Linked DNA regions of Rattus norvegicus: region 1 is linked to region 2. The links are chromatin contacts, called in public Hi-C maps. All regions are on one chromosome and are shown on one strand. Each heading gives the region's core, a stretch centred on a gene start, on an enhancer-like site or on the middle of the called end of the contact. The rest is flanking DNA. Distances are from core to core; before and after follow the strand shown. Region 1 overlaps Chchd6 (coiled-coil-helix-coiled-coil-helix domain containing 6). Region 2 holds the start of Plxna1 (plexin A1).

What was found. A called contact is a pair of places that touch in the nucleus more often than the background predicts.
Region 1: a contact with region 2 is called in a Hi-C map of Schwann cells, with 4 times the contacts expected there. The contact joins the enhancer-like site here to the promoter of Plxna1 in region 2. A contact is called at or near these places in 8 of 12 Hi-C or Micro-C datasets (the A7r5 cell line, the Rat2 cell line, Schwann cells and 5 more).

What each region holds. Positions count from the first base shown.
Region 1 is chr4:123,440,406-123,443,692 of GRCr8, forward strand. All of the region lies in intron 5 of Chchd6 (coiled-coil-helix-coiled-coil-helix domain containing 6), which reads right to left. Among named protein-coding and RNA genes, the nearest start is that of Plxna1, 100 kb to the left of the region's middle. Within about 2 kb of position 1,641, at least 6 of the 93 cell types and tissues checked have an H3K27ac peak or open chromatin away from gene starts, as enhancers often do. A contact at or near this core is called in Schwann cells, where this site is marked.
Region 2 is chr4:123,338,430-123,341,461 of GRCr8, forward strand. Plxna1 (plexin A1) reads right to left here and starts at 1,703. Exons shown (of 32, transcript XM_002729398.6): 1 at 1,571-1,703.

The DNA of each region.
Region 1 (3,287 bases), core at 391-2,890, 100 kb after region 2:
GCTCCCAGTCTGGTACTGAGGTAAAAGACTTCTGGCTTCAAATTTTTTTCAGATGTCTCCTTTGCTCAGTGGGTAACACATGTTCTCACTTGCTCTGGAGGCAGTTCCTGTCCTTGGGGCTGATGTCCCCATTTGCCACTGTTTTAATTTCAGATCACTATGCTGTATCCCCACCACTCTGGCCTCTCTCAAGGCTTCTCTCTGGGAGTCCTTGTCACTTGTTTCATCTCTACAAAAGTGCCCTGCTCTGCATCTCGGTGGCATCTCTGGGCTGTGACACAGGATAGGCCTCCTGTACTCAGCAGAGGTGTCTAATGGACATGCCTGTGCAGCTGTTCTTGCAGCAGCAGCTTTCCCACCATGTGGCCTGAAATCTTCACTCCTAGAGAACCTGTGGCCATTTGTTGGCATGCCTGCCTCTGACTCGGGACTAGCTTCTGCCAGATCCCTCTCCAAAAGGTGACGGGAGGGCTCCTTTCTGATATACTGGTTTTCTACTCCTAACTACCAATATATTTTTTCAAAGGTTTGTTGGTTTGTTTATTATAAGCAAACTGTAGCTGTCTTCAGACACAGCAGAAGAGAGCATCAGATCTCACTTAAGATGGTTGTGAGCAACTATGTGGTTGCTGGAATTTGAACTCAGGAATTCTGAAAGAGCAGTCAGTGCTCTTCACCACTGAGCTATCTCTCCAGCCCAGGCCTTTCCTCCTCACATGCCTACCTCACCCCTATAAAGCCCAGTGTTAGCTTGTCTTCAGAGGGGAACTGACAAGGCTCCCTGGGTGTGGCTCACAAGTCCTGCTACACAGGCTTTCTTGGGTCTATGCTCTCTGCCCCCACGGCATCCGGCCTGCTTCCCACATTCTCTTCCAAGCTGATATAGAGAGGCAGCATGGTGTGGTAGAAGGAGCAGACTCCATCTATCAGCTGCACGGCTTCTGGCAGCTTGCTCAGCCTGTTTCTGAGTTCTTTCATTTGTAGAACACATGTAATATAATCTAGCTTGCAGGGCTGAAGCCAGGATCAGTGATAACTTATGAAAGGGGCCTGGCACATGGTGCAGGTTCACAAAATCAGACTGACTATTGTCTTGTGGGACCCACTCCTCTTGCTTAACACTTCTCACTGGTCATTCTGCCTCATACCCACATGTCTAGAATTAGGCTCATCACTGCCCCAAAAGCAGCAGCTCACATAACTTTCTTTCCCTAAATGGTACCATTATTCTCCAGGGCTTTCAAGCTCAAATCTCTCTCCAGCTTTCAGGCCGTGCAGACTTTAAAACTATCGAAGGCCACATTTTCAGTGAGGTCCCCCAAGATCAGATGCTAATATGTCTATTCAGCATATTACCATGGCCTGTGTGTGGAACACCTCTGCTGAGGAGGCTGGGCCTCCACCTTTTAGGCTGCCATGGCCATCTTGGTCATTCTCCAAACACTACTTCTACTAAACAGTCTTCTTGGCAAAGCTCTCTTCTTCCCCTCCAGAAACCCGAATGCATTTGTTTCCTGTTTATGTGCACATACTTCCCTCTCTTTACTCTGGAAAATATTTACTAAGCCCCTATTATATGCCCAGCACTGCATTCCTGGCCCTAATGATGAATCACCCTTTCTGAATGACACTAATCAGGACTGTGCTCAACAGCTTTTACAGAAAGAAGGGGGAAGCCATAGACACTAGCATGGATTAGTCAACATGGTATGTGTTGTGTGCGCTACAATCTGTGGGAGGGCCCCAGGTCCCAGGAGAAGGGACAAAGCAGCAGAAGGTATCAGGATTCCATGATTGTGGTCTGAGGTTTTCCTGAGCACATGGTTTCTTCTGGAGAATCTGCTGTACCACTAGGTATGTCCACACCTGGTTGTAACAGACCTGGACCTTAGTTTTTCTGAGGTGGCTTTGTCAATGTACTCCCACGGGATTGTCACTAGCAAATGAAAACATTATGAATACACTGATCGACACCCCAAGAAACAAGGATACCCGTGCCTAGGTCAGGTAGGCTTTGTGTGTTAGTAAGAAGGCTAATTAGGACTGTTTGAATCTGCTTACAGCCCTTCTTTATCAGAGGAAAAGGAGGAAGAAAGAGTTCACCGCTCAGGAACAGGGAAGCAGGATGTGTACAGATGTCTGTGCTGGGAACAAGTCAAAGTCCAGGAAGAATACAAACATTTCTAAGTTTTGTGTTTTCTCCAAAATTCAGTCTTGGAGGCTAGTTTACAGGCTTTTTCCTCCATGCAGCTGAAAAGTTTGGGAAAGTAAGATGAGGTTTTACAGAACTGGGAGGTCTTTGTGGCCCAGAAGTTAGAGCATGGGCATCAGTTCTCTCTATTCCAAAGGACTCCACAAGGTGGAGCCACACTTTGCTTATGCCTTACCACCTCCCCACCACACCAGACAACCTGTGGCCCTCCCCAAGCCTCACCACCTCCCCTTCACACCAGATGACCTGTGGCCTCATCACCTCTCTTCTACACCTGAGGCTTCCATGAAACAACAAACTTGAATCGATGTGAAATTAATGAATGGCTATGTACTTAAAATTAAAAAGAGGGACAGGGTGAAAACAACATTAAAGAGAACTTATTACTTATGTCAGTATGCATTCTGATATTTGCTTTGCACAAATAATCACTCACGATAAAATAATGGGCAGATTAGCACCTCACTTCAAGGATAAGAAAATTGAGATCAGAGGCTATAAATGCCATACTCAGCACAAAGTTGTTCCATTACCAAGGCAGAACTAGAGGATGTCTACAGGACCTTAAAGCATACTTGTCCCCTCTTTCAATTCAATGGGTGACCATGGTTAGTTACAGCCAATTGGGCTTTTGCCAGCAAAAGTGGTCAGGTCTGTGGGCTTCTCAGGCATTTCACAGGAGTCTCTGGCAGAAGCAAATGCACTGGTTGAAGAGACACAAGTCACCCTAGCTGATTCCAGGCACCGTGTGGGGATCCTGCCCCAGTTCTTTCATCTCCTAGAAGAATTCACAAAAATGACAGCTGAGTGCATTTCAGCTGGAGCGCAAGCAAGATGGTAAGAGGTCCTCTAAGCATGACTCTGAGGATGCTGAGGGTTTCACCTTCTTGGTGCATGTATCTAACACACAATAAAAATTCTCTTGGTGTATGAGAAATGCTAGTATGAACTAGTCCCAGCCCCCTGCACAATGCCTTGCTTGTGGGACTCCTGGTAGGCATTCATAAAAAGCCTTATGAAGGCCAGAGAGGAGGAGCCTCCATCCCAGAGAGCAGGAGATGGGGACAGATCATCT
Region 2 (3,032 bases), core at 453-2,952:
TGCAAGAGAAGGATCTCCCTGCCTTGTCACCCTGCCCCACCCTGTGGGAGGTCACAGGAGTTGGTCTCCAACGGTTTACTCTCTACATGGAGGCTTCAGAGTCCTGCTCTCCAGAAAAGGTGCTCCCTGGGGTCCCATACTCCTGATAAGGAGTTCCATGGGATGTGGCTTTGTCCACCATATCTTGTCTGGTCCCAAACCCAAAATCACATTCCTCAGCCAACACTGTACACACACCCCAAGCCTTCACCCATGCTGTCCTCTGTGCCTGAAGACACCTTTGGTGGGCTCCAAGCTGCCAACTCCCCACTGCCTGACAGCTTAGCCCTGAAGCAGATACCCTGCTTTGCACCTCTGCCTAGGGCACTGGCTTGAGTGCTTCCCAAACCCAGCAGACTCTTGGCCCGCTTAATAATGCAGCACCACATCCTCCTGCTCACCCCAACAAGCAAGGGACCTGGGAAACTGGGGGTGCTCCGGGAGGGCTGGAGAAGCACAAGATAGCACCACCCTGCCGAGACGGAAGACCCGCAGCACCTGCTGGAAGAGGTAGGCAGCACCAGGAGACAGAGACAGGGGTAGGAGCCTGGCAGAGGGGCAGAGGGGCAGAGGGGCAGAGGCTCAGCTCCTTCCCATCCCCCCCAACACACCCCTTTCTTTCAAGGGGCGTGGCCCCAGCACCCCACAGATGAGACTGAGACAGCTCCAAGCACCTAGTAGCCTCTCAGAAGCCCTCTCATATCCTTCCAGGGTTGCATCTGGGGTCTCTGCAGGCAGAGGGGCCTCCCTGGAGGCTACACTCGCCCTTCCCCACAGCAGCCAGAGTCAGCCCAACACCGCCGTCGTCCTCGCCACACACCAGGCCTGGGACCGTCCAGGAAGCAAGGGGGAAAACCTCCAGGGAAGGAATGACCCGTGGAGGCCCTGCGCAGGGGGAGGCCGAGGAGGCCAGAGCCGGCGTCCTCTCCGGTGGCACCGCACCGCCCCTTGCAGCCGGGTGGAGGGCCTGCGGGCCTGGGCTGGCTGTGGCGCCCACTCGCACGCCGGAGCCGGAGGGGGCGGGGGTCCCCACGAAGCCTTGCAACTTCCACCCCATTGCCCCAGGCCGGCCCGAGGCGCAGCCTGGGACCTGCCCCGAATCCCGCGGCCCTGCCCGGGCCTGCCCAGCGCGGCGTTCGCCTGCGGCCCACGTCCCCACCCGCGGCCCGGTCGGACCCGGCGCGACACAGGCCGACATGGGCACCCGCAGGGCCCTTCCCGCGGGGCCACTGCAAACTTTCTCTCCTGCCTGGAGGAAGGGGCCGCGACTGCGGCCACAGACATTGCGCCGCCCGGATCGCAGGGCCCCGGACGCGCTGCGACCCGCCGGGACGCGGCAGCCCATAGCGGAGACCGCGCCCGGACACACGCGGGCGCCCGGCCGGAACCGCAGGACACGCCAGCCGCGGACACGCGCGCCGCAGTCCCCGCGCACACCCCCCTGGCCACCGCCAGCGCCCCCAGACCACTCGGGACCCCGGGCCGCGACGAGCCTCCCGCCGCCCGCGGGGAAAGTTGCGCCCCGACTCACCCGCCAACCCCGGGCGCGTCCCGCCGCTGGCCATCGTTGCGCCCCGCCGCTCGCCCCTCTGCGGGGCCGCCCACGCCGCGCAGGCCGCCCAGGCCGAGGCCGCCGCGCCCGGGCTCCGCTCCGCTGCGTGGCTGCGTCGCCGCTGCCCAGCATGAATGGGGCGCTGAGCTCCGCGCGGCTGCGGACCGGCCTCGCTCTCGCCGCCCCGCGGAGCGCCGTGCCGCGCGCATGCGCCGGCCGAAGCCGGGGGCGGGGCCGGGGGGCGGGGCGGGACCTGCGATGGCCGGCAGGGGGCGCTCGGGCCCGCGGCGAGAGCGCGCTCGCCGGGCCCCACCGCTTGCCTTCAAAGGGCGATGGCCACATCAGCCTTAAAACTCTGGACTAGGGTAGGGGTGGGTGAGGTGGTCCGGGTGGTCCCAGGAGTCGGTGCACTCTACGACGAGCACAGACTGGAAATACAGCTTTCGTCCACGGAAGGGTAAACTGAGTCCAGAGGAAGCACTTGCCCTGGTCCTATTGCTCATCTCGGCCTGCGCACCGATCGCTTAGGTGCCGCGGGCCCCAGGCGGTGGTGCGTGCCAGGATGCCTAAGCTCAGGGGACGACTGTCCCGTCCCGTACTCGGTTCTGCAGCTGTGCGTGTTAGAACTACCCCAGAAAGATAAGAGACCTCGCCGGGCCGACCGCGGGCGCGGGGGTGGCCTGCAGAGCTGGGTGCGCCAGGTTTGGGTCGCCTAGAGAATCTTTCTAAATAAGGCCACCCAGTGCAAGGTATCCAGACCAAAGCATGCAGCTGCACGCAGAACACAACAGAGCAACCAGAAAAGGTGGTCGTGGGGGGGCGGGGGGCGAGCGCTGACTAGGCACAGCCTGTTGGGGACCCAGTGCAGCTCACCCGGTAAGGCCCATTGTCCCTACTCAATCCTCTCCCAGGCAGCCATCAAACTCTTTCCCTGTGCTCATCCTTGCCTGGCTTTTCTCTGGGTGTGACCGTTTATATTCTGTCTCCCTGAATGACATATTCTTTTGTGTAGCTTGTTTGGGGATGTTATAGAAATGGTATCCCACCATCCTCTCTGATAGGAATGCAGGGTTCTGTGGTTAGTCTTTGCTCTCACTGTGTGGCATGGACCGTTTTGGATAATCAACCCTCCCTTCTGCTACTGGACTGGGATTCCCCACTCTAGACCTTGGTAGTTAGGTCTCTAGCTTCAGCAGACGCTGCAAACTTGGTTTTCCCCAGTGAAACCCACCCCTCCGCATGGTGAAGAAATATCAGCAACAGTGGGAAAGGTTATGATTTGATTTTGCCAGGCTGAGAATAGGCGCTGGTTCTCTATGCTTCTGAATGGTGGTGAGACCCTTCTCCCACGGTTACATTTACCATCTGATTCCACAGGCACTACAAATATACTGAACGTACAAATCTCTGTTGTACTGTACAAATGGGGTAGACAGAGACT